Linked DNA regions of Zea mays: regions 1 and 2 are each linked to region 3. Evidence: chromatin contacts called from public Hi-C data. All regions are on one chromosome and are shown on one strand. The core of a region is the stretch at or near the end of the contact, and the rest is flanking DNA. Distances in the headings are between cores, read along the strand shown. Region 1 holds the start of LOC100277340. Region 2 has its middle 63 kb from the start of LOC100277340. Region 3 holds the start of LOC100501258 (ABC transporter I family member 11 chloroplastic).

The links. A called contact is a pair of places that touch in the nucleus more often than the background predicts.
Region 1: a Hi-C map of leaf shows a contact between it and region 3, with 6 times the contacts expected there. The contact joins the promoter of LOC100277340 here to the promoter of LOC100501258 in region 3. A contact is called at or near these places in 6 of 25 Hi-C or Micro-C datasets (bundle sheath, leaf and seedling).
Region 2: a contact with region 3 is called in a Hi-C map of leaf, with 7 times the contacts expected there. The contact joins the enhancer-like site here to the promoter of LOC100501258 in region 3. A contact is called at or near these places in 2 of 25 Hi-C or Micro-C datasets (ear and leaf).

The regions. Positions count from the first base shown.
Region 1 is chr2:227,827,923-227,830,942 of Zm-B73-REFERENCE-NAM-5.0, forward strand. LOC100277340 reads left to right here and starts at 1,579. Exons shown (of 7, transcript NM_001150934.2): 1 at 1,579-1,709; 2 at 1,803-1,843; 3 at 2,146-2,203. The coding sequence starts at 1,622. LOC100193256 (putative subtilase family protein) reads left to right here. Exons shown (of 10, transcript NM_001358698.1): 10 at 1-666. The coding sequence ends at 500.
Region 2 is chr2:227,891,338-227,894,611 of Zm-B73-REFERENCE-NAM-5.0, forward strand. No RefSeq gene overlaps it. Among protein-coding and RNA genes, the nearest start is that of LOC100277340, 63 kb to the left of the region's middle. Within about 2 kb of position 1,869, at least 16 of the 20 cell types and tissues checked have an H3K27ac peak or open chromatin away from gene starts, as enhancers often do. A contact at or near this core is called in ear and leaf, where this site is marked.
Region 3 is chr2:228,217,858-228,221,132 of Zm-B73-REFERENCE-NAM-5.0, forward strand. LOC100501258 (ABC transporter I family member 11 chloroplastic) reads left to right here and starts at 1,779. Exons shown (of 10, transcript NM_001196026.1): 1 at 1,779-1,957; 2 at 2,047-2,110; 3 at 3,042-3,121; 4 at 3,192-3,243. The coding sequence starts at 1,881.

The DNA of each region.
Region 1 (3,020 bases), core at 329-2,828, 390 kb before region 3:
GATTCGGCCTGCCAATCCAAGCCAACTCGGTGCAAAGGAAACCGGCCGACGCCTTCGACATGGGCGGCGGCCTCATAGCGCCGGACAGGGCCATGGACCCCGGCCTAGTGTACGACATCCAGCCGGAGGAGTACAAAAGCTTGGACGACCGCGTCGACCGCCTCAACCTCCCGTCCATCGCCGTGCCCAACCTCATGTACGACTCCGTCACGGTCTCGCGCACCGTCACCAACGTCGGGCCGGTGGAGGCGACGTACCGGGCCGTGGTCGAGGCGCCGGCCGGCGTGGCGATGGACGTGGCGCCGCCGGTGATCGCCTTCGAGAGAGGCGGCGTCAGGAACGCCACGTTCAAGGTGACGTTCGTGGCGAAGCAGAGAGTGCAGGGCGGCTACGCGTTTGGGAGCCTGACGTGGCTGGACGACGCCAAGCGGCACTCGGTAAGGATCCCCGTCGCCGTTCGGACCGTCGTCCGGGACTTCGTCGCCGATGTGTCTCGATGATGAACACTGAACGATGTGTCTGTCAAAGAAGAACACCGTCTCGATGATCGTCCATATATGCGACACTGTGTCACTGTGTGTGAACACTGAACAACGTGTCAAAACTGAACTTATGTTGCCAATTTATTTGCAAGCAACAAGGCGCTCCCAGCTGATCTTGTGCCTTTATGCAGTTTATACAGTTCAAATAAACTATGAGGCTCAGCCTAGAATTCATTACAAAGCATAATTATTGAGCGAGAGACCCGATCGATGATAGTTTTGTCTGTAATTCATACATGGGCACTCTCCTATTTGCTTGCATGCTTCGTTGCAAATACAAACAAGTTTTATGTGGATTTGTGTGCACACATTCGTAATCCACATTCAAGTGAGTCCCGTTGGATGCAGCCTCACCCTCGCAGCCCATGTTGTCTAGGGCTGGGCATTTGGTTTTTTTTCTAAACTTTGGTTCGGTTTTTTGGTTTTAAAAAACTTTGGTTTTTTAGACATTAGAAACCGATCGGTTTTCTAGAAAATGAAAAACCGAGTAGTTCGGTTTCGGTTTTTCGGTAAAAACCGAATACCAAACTTATACTCAAGACAATACTTACAATAAGTTTACATGATACATTACACGTAATTTTAAAAAGTAAAAATTATATAGATACAAATATTTAGAGATACATCATACATCACATACAAACAAGTGAATAACAATTTAGTTGTATCACACATTTAGTTCACATAATCGAATAGTTAAATTTGAGAATTGATAAAATTTGGTATTCGGTTTTTTTGGTATTTCGGTCCGGTATACGGGAAAAGCCGATTACGATACCGCAAACCGAACTTCTTAAATACAAAAACCGAACCGAACTACCGAAAAAACCGAAATTTCAATTCGGTTCGGTTCGATTTTCGGTTTATGATAAAAAAGTGCCCACCCCTAATGTTGTCGACAGGAGCCCCGACCACAAACGGCCCATATTTATTTTTGCCAGATTCATCATTTAACGAGCGCCATTTGTCCACTCTTTCCTTCCAAAGATACGAATAGAGACACACGCACCACTCGAACCAGAACCACCAGGCTGCTGGTGCTGGAAGGGGGCGCGGCAGCTGGGCAGCTGGCAACGGACATGGCGGCGGCCGGCGGCGAGACCATGATGACGAGGGAGCAGCTGCTCCACCTCTTCTCCCGCTTCTCCTTCGTCACCTCCCTCCCCGGTCGGTCCCCGTCTCCGCCGCGTTTCCGGTTCGCTCCCCATCCTCCGCCTATCCGGTTTCCCCTAATCTTCGTTCCCTGTCCCCGCGTTCCAGAGGTCAAGCAGCGGATTGCCGACGCCGTCAGGGACAAGCAGGTGCGAAGCCCGCGCAACACGCCCGCCATTTCAGCGTTCCCTGTCACTTTTGGGGGATGGGGCTCGTTGGGTGGCGGTTCTTGAAATGTTAGGTTTTCTGCCTGGCCACATCTTTGTCGGATTAGCCTGACGTTTCAATTACACAGTGCGATTGCCTTGGTTTACTTAAATTTTTTAGCTTGGACCTTGTAATGTGGGGCGTTGTGAAGCGATTATCCGGTCCATTTAGCCCAAATTTGCATGTGAAGGCCTGGACATGTATGTGAAAGTTACAGTATGTTTGTGCTTTGCTCACCTTGTAGGAGGCTGTGGCCGTGACCACTGAAATACAAGAGGAGATTCTTCGCGAGATGGGAGTAGGTAAGCAAATCGCAATCCACTTGCACACCATGTTGTCTCTCCGAGGTTTTCTGTAGGCAAGCCTTTAACCATGTACTATTTCACTTCTTGCACACCATGTTGTCTCTCCGAGGTTTTTAGAAAGATGTTGCATTTACTATACGCATAAAGAAAGAACTGCAATGGAACACGTGAGCTATTGGCCATATTATCATATCTACAGCTACTGATATCATGAGGTGACACCACGTAACATATGCTGATGTATGTGCATGTGGTAGATTCATAGATATGGAATTAGCTGGAGTATTCTTCTTTTGACAATGTTTATTATGGCCTTGTGTGTCATACATGTGATCTTGTAAATATCACTCATGTCCGCCAGTTTGGTTCTTAGTCATGATATTTTCACATGTTGTCCATTGATTTATTGATTCATGGACCAATTTATTTGATTACCAGGCACTTTAGTCCTTGGGTCGATTATATATGTAGTCTGTCTACTAGCATGTTTGTTACCGTAACTGAATAATTGATATATAGTAGGCAAGGATGTTACAAGTGTCATGTGGGGCCGGACGTTTGCACGACGCCGGCTAGACCAGGGGCGCGGTCAAGATGTAATGGGCCAGATCAAGATGTGATTGGCCAAGTAGAGTTTGTTGAGAGTTTTCAGCAAATAGATAAGGATAGAATTGTTAGCAAATAAGATAAGGAGAGTTTTTAGGAGATATTTTAGGAAAGTTTGTTAGATCAATGAGAGTTTTTAGGAAAATTTGTTAGATCAAGGACTATATAAGCCACATGATGCATGTAATGGAATCAAGCAGTAATTCAT
Region 2 (3,274 bases), core at 619-3,118, 330 kb before region 3:
AGGTGATCTAACCTATATCAAGTATCCTATCAAGATCATTGATACCTTGACTCGTGTCACGAGGAACAAGGTGATCAAAATGTGCAAAGTACAATGGAGTCATCACAGAGAAGATGAAGCTACCTGGGAAAGAGAAGAAGAATTGCGAGTAGACTTTTCCAATCTTTTCCCTAGCTCATCTTAATCTCGAGGTCGAGATTCCTTTTAAGGGGTAGGATTTGTAAAGACCAAAATTTGGATGAAATAAAAAAAATATTTATACAATAAGTCTCGGAAATTATGAAACCCTATGTGATTAATTTTTCTCTCTTCTCTTTTGCATATGTAAATAAAGAGATCAAGTTGAACAATTTGAAGGTGCATTCATGCTGATATTTTATGTGATGCATTTTATTTGAATAAAGGAATCATAAATTAAATTTGAATTCAAATTATAAATTAGAATATAAAACAGAAAATGAATAAAAAGAAAGAAAAAGAAGAAAAAGAAGAAAGAAAAACCCTAATAACAACACCAATAATAATAAAAAAGACTGACAACCCCGGACAGCCAAATGCCAAATTGGGCCTGGTCGGGGCCCATACTCACCCAAAGCCGGTCTTGTTGCTCAGTCCTGCACAAGCGCATGTGGGCGGCTATCACCACTGGCCGGTGGGTCCCGCTCTCCAGCTGTCGTGGGCACACGCGCATGCTGCGGTCCCACTGACCGATTGGACTTCTGCATGGCGATTCAATCATTCAACCAATCGCGTCGCGACCCGGGATGACGTCAAGCTATGGAGTGGAGTTAGCCTTCTCCGTTGCGATGGCTAAACCCCTATAACAGCCGCCAGCTGGGTTTATTGCGAAGAAAGCGGATTCTATTGAGATCCTAGCGCCTCCTCGACATGGTAGTGTTTGGTTGAGAAGCCAACTAGAACGGAATCATTCTATCTCTGATTTTAGGAACAGAACCGCTCTGTTCTGTGTTTGGTAAACTAGAACGGAGCAGCTCTGTTTTTTGTTTGGTTGCAGAGTAAAATTGAACAGAGCGGCTCCCTCTTTTGTTTGGTTGAAGAGTCACTGAAGTTCATCACAACATGCAGGCTCCGTCCGTGACGGTACGAGCGGGCTGAGAATGGAGTGGATCCGTCTGGTTAATTTTTTGGAGTAGAATGATTCTAGATCTGAGGAGAATATTTCCTAATTAGGGTCACTCCGTTCTAGTTACTTTGTAATCAAACAACAATAAAACTAGGACATAACACTACCTAAGTAATCTGAGACCCTCCCTTTTTCCAAACCTCTCGAGCGCCATACCAGTTTGGAAGGAGACCGGAACCCTAAGGCTAGTGTCGAGAGGCGACATTGCTGGCATACGCTCTACGACGACAAGGGCCTCGACGTTGGGCTGAGGAGTTCGGCAAGGTTGCGCGCTGGGCGCCTGGGGTCTTCCCCTGCGTGTACGGAGACTCGAGAGGAGGACTTCATCGCCATACGTTGAAGACCGGACCGGACTGCCGCGGTGCGAGGACTGCTCGCCCCTGTGTCGGACCATGGTAAAAAAACACCACTATGTTCTTCCTCGCCTTTGCCCCTCTGGCAATTGAGTATGCGTGCAGCAAGTTTTAGCCCTCGATGCACCTTGGTAGTTTTCCGGCAAGGCGCGCCGCTGGCTGGTTCACCGTCGTTAGGGGCCTGTTTGCGTGCGTAGAAGAAGAGCTGCTGGCCATCGGATGTGTGTTCTGTGGCCGGGATTTGGATTTGCCGCTCGTATGGATGGCCTCCACTCTTAATCGTTGGATCGAGGATGGGTGATCCATATCAAATCCAGACCTGCGCTATTAAGGATCGTTGGATCGATATCTGATCGTAGGCGGGGGATACCGGTTCAACATATAATCCGAGCCCTAGATCCTCGGATGAATGGCCTGGGCGCACCGTGATTGCACAGCCTTGACACTTTTCAAAAAGAGCCCTTGCACATTAAAGAAAATAACGCACCATCCCCGGGAGCCTAGGTTTCAATTCAATCAAACCCTTGTTTTTTACGGTTCGGCTCCCGAACTTCTGACAATTTAGTGGTCGTTGTCTAGTGGGCTAGGGAAATTGGTAAAGTTAATTCGAAATTAATTATTAATGCCAAAATACTTCTAAAAACCTTAGAAAATGCATAACTCATTCATTTTAACTCCTTTTTGATCCATTCCAGTTGCATTAAATTTATAATAATATTGTTTATCATCTGGTAACTTTATTTTGTTATGAAACATATTAAAATTATGCACTTAATTTGTTTTATATCTAACACTTAATCCTTCGGAAAATCATAACTTGTTAATCGTAACTCCGAATTTAGTGGTTCTCGAACCTGCGATCTCGTTACGATGCATATAATATTATTATGCATTATGTTCTGATGTTTGGTGTGATGTTAATTTCTCCTATACTATGTTTGTTTGTATTGTTGCGAGTAGACAAGCAAGCAACCGAGGATCCTGGTACTCAGCAGGTGGAAAATACTGAGCAGGAACTCGTTGAAGGCAAGTTGTGCCCTTGACCACTTTGATTTACCCAATAATGTTCTATATAATCACTTTGCCATGCTTAGGCTTAATTTTGATGGGACCCAATAGGTCACCCTAGTTTGGTCATCTTTATACCTTGTTTACCACTGAACTTCTTGGGTAGTTTCTGCTATTGCTATATGTGGTTTTGAATGTTAAGATACCTATTATTCATGATCATGCTTTATTATTGTTATTTTATTATGTTCATGATAAGACTATTGCGTTAATTGGAACATGGGGCTTAACTTGAGATAAACGTGCCACCACAAGGGTGGAATGGGACGCCTTTGGTTGACTAATTAGAAAAGCTATTGGAGGTATACCTTACCCGAAAGGGGCAAGGGAGGTAGGGGAGTTGGGGGTATAGGGAGGTTCTCGGGTTGATCATGCTGCAATGGCTTTTCAGACGGGGGATTCCTATGCCACTCTCAGAAACCCGTAGCGGGTTTTCTGAAGCTAGTGGAACTTTGTAAAAGCCTCGTAGTGTTACCCTACCTCGTGTCCTCGGTAGAGATGAATGGGACTTCTAGACCCCTTGGCAACTAGGTAGCATGACTTGTGGGTAAAGGGTACAACCTCTACAGAGTGTAAAACTGGTATACTAGCCGTGCTCGCGGTCATGAGCAGCTCAGGACTCTCGCATGATTAACTTATGGAATTAAACTCAATCTATCATATCCATCGCATTGTGGTTTTATTATTAATTTTGATCTATTATTACTCT
Region 3 (3,275 bases), core at 529-3,028:
GCCTTTCGCTGCCGGGTCATTCCCCAACCCCGGGCAGTTCCATGCCACGATCTTCATTGGGTCTTGCGGAGCTGTTTCGACAGCCCCGCTTTCAATTCAAAATCGATATGGCCATTTCCAATAGTAATTTCCTTCTCCTCTCTCCTCATTTCTTCACCCAATTCCACAATAGGATCAACCTCCTATGTCTCCAAACGACTCCTCTTCCCTACTACCTGAATTTCCTGGCTGTCATCCGCACGGGTGCTTTCTCGACGAGGTTGCCTTTTAAATTTGCGTAGCTGTTGCTCTGACTGAGGAAGTGCCTTTTGGGAATTCTCACTCTCCACCATCATCTTCCTGAGGCATTTTATATTTGTGGCACCATCAGAAAGATCCTTCACTGTTGGCACCATAGGAACCTGTGCAATTTGGTTATGAACATTACCCCCTCCCCCTCCATGGTACTGAACTTGTGCCTCTGTTCATCTTCTTTGCTTCCTTGATTTGCATCTTTCCTCCAAGATGGTGCATCACTTCTCCTCTCACTCTGGTAAGGAACTGGAACATTCTTACGCCCCTATCCTCCACTACTTGACGCGCACTTCCTATCGCCCATGAATTTGTTGGGAACCCACCACAGAGTTTATCAAGTGGCACCATCTCGTCCTTACTGAACTTCATAGAACAACTTTTCTGAGTGTGTCCGATTAGACCACACATATAACAAAAATCTGGTATGAATTCATAGAAAATCGGACACCACTTCTTTCCATCTGCTTCCAGCTGCACCGTGACTCCCCTCATCAAAGGCTTCCGAATGTCAAGCATGATCTTAATTCAGAAGACTCCCACCTCATTGCCAATAGCCTCTGCAGCTTCTTTAGTGAACAACCTAATCGGAAGTTTTGTGACGCGGATCCAGATCGAGATTGCATTGAACTCAACCTCGCCAATAGACTTTGTGTCATCCATACCAGCCATCACCAACAGTTCATTTGAAAAGCTCCAGGGTATTTCCTCCAATGCCTTCCGCTTTCCTGCCGCCTGGTTGAACGTGAATAGGAATTTATTGTGCCCCAAACTTCTGCATTCGGTTCCTCGGATCGGACACCAACTGTTCCTAGAGCACGTTCAATTGCATCTGGATGAGACAGTTTCTCCGAGAGTAATTTTCCCAGCGCCTGATGAACAACTGTGTTCGACCTTTTCATCCCTCCGATCTGCACCTGACTTCTTTCCGCCTCTGACAGTTGCATACTCTCCAAGAGCCTTTCCACTGCCTTCACACTTCTTCCGTCCATCACAACACCCAGACTAACGAACCAAAGGCTATAGCGAAGAACAAAGGTTACCATACTATATCAAGAAAGAAATGAATCACTCCCAGAAAAGAAGCGATCAAAAATCACGTTGAAAAAGGAAGAAACATGAAAGAAATGAAACGGTTGCCCCGAGCCACCTAGGAAAGTCCTAGACGCCGGCGAGTTTTTTTCGGTGGAGTTAATTGAACCGTCTCGGGATCGTCCTTGTTTGTGGCGGTGCGGCGTGGTAAGAGAGAACTTGGGCTAGCGGATCAATAACATGTTGCCTCGTTATGTTCTGTGAAAGAGAGCCGCGATTTGGGCCTCCCTCTATTTTGGCCCATGAGCAAATAACCCACCCGGCTTCTCTCTCACACACACTTGCCTAATCCAGCCACCCGACTCCTATCGGTTACCGGCGACCTCACCGGCGGCTAAAAGGATTTGACTTGCGGCCGCCGCCGCGCGTCTTCGACCGTGCTCTCCCACCCCAATCTCCGGGTTGATTACTACCAGAGACTAACTCGAATCGTCGATGAGCGCTCGATCGATCCCGTGACGGAGCGGCTCGGTTGCTCCAAAGCTCCGTTCTACGCCATGCTCGCCGCCGCCGCCGCCATGGCGGTGACCGTCCCTCGGGCGGCTTCTCATTGTTTTCCAGCAAATACGGCCAGGTACGGCGGGTTGTTCTTGAACCAGACTTTTTTTTTCCCTCAGGGAGATGTCCCTCGATGAAAATTCGTCTGTAATTATTATGTCACAGGAAATGTAGGACTTGCTGGAGCTGTCGTGCGGCAAGAGTCGAGGCTGGGCACTCCCGATTGGAGGTGCGCATTTGCCTATTTTCCTGGCCTTATTTTAATTCTGTTTAGAGTTGGGGTGCTACCAATTCGTAGGAACCAGTGACGCATTCAGGTATGCTGAGTTTGGTGTGACTGAGTGGGCTGGTGTTTATTTATCTTCCAGAGATTACCAAGTTGTGGAGTGTAGGCGAGCTTTGGATCTCCAGTTTAACCAAATATCCAGCCGTACACAGATTTGTATTAATTTTACAACGACCTTGGGATTTTAAGGATAGGTGTGCCAGTTATATTACTCATGTTAAAAGGGTGTTTGGTTTCTAGGGACTAATTTTTAGTCCCTCCATTTTATTTCATTTTAGTCCCTAAATTATCAAATACATAAACTTTCTGTATTTAATAATTTAGGGACTAAAATGGAATAAAATGTAGGGACTAAAGATTAGTCCTTAAAAACCAAACACCCCCAAATAAAACCACTGGAGGGAACTGTCATGCATGATTTGCTTTCACAGTTTGGTGTTCCTGAATACCTCCAATTTTGCACACTGCCCTCTGTCCCAAATTTTCATGCATGACTTAATAGCTTACCACATTGCTTTCACAGTTTGGTGTTCCTAAATACCTCAAATGTTGCATACCACCCTCTATCGCAAATTATAGGTCATTTTGGCTTTTCTAGGTACACAACTTTTGCTATCCACTTAGATATACGGTATTCCTAGATATATAATAAAATATGTATATCTATAAAAGCCAAGACGAACTATAAATTGGAACGGAGGGAGTACAGTGCATCATGTTACTCTTTTTGTCTTTTCTGCTAGAAGTTTGCATGATTACATACATCTAGAAAAGAGTCTTCCAGCTAGTAGCGTCTGCACATTATGCCATCCTAAATATACAGTTCGTCCTTCTAAATTGATTATCAAATAAATTTAACCACAATTTCTTTCAGGTGAGAAAAGTCACCTATCGACCTCCTGGAACTGAACAGAACTTGTTGAATGAAATTAACCTCTCTCTTCAGGAAAAAAGGCAAGCATATTTGCCCTGGCTTCATTATATTTTTGGCTGCTTTTATATACCTAAATCTGTATTTGTGCAGTTTTGGTTTGATATTTGGACGGAGTGGGAGTGGAAAGACAACCCTTTTGCAGGTGCGCATTGAAACACTGCATAACATTACTAA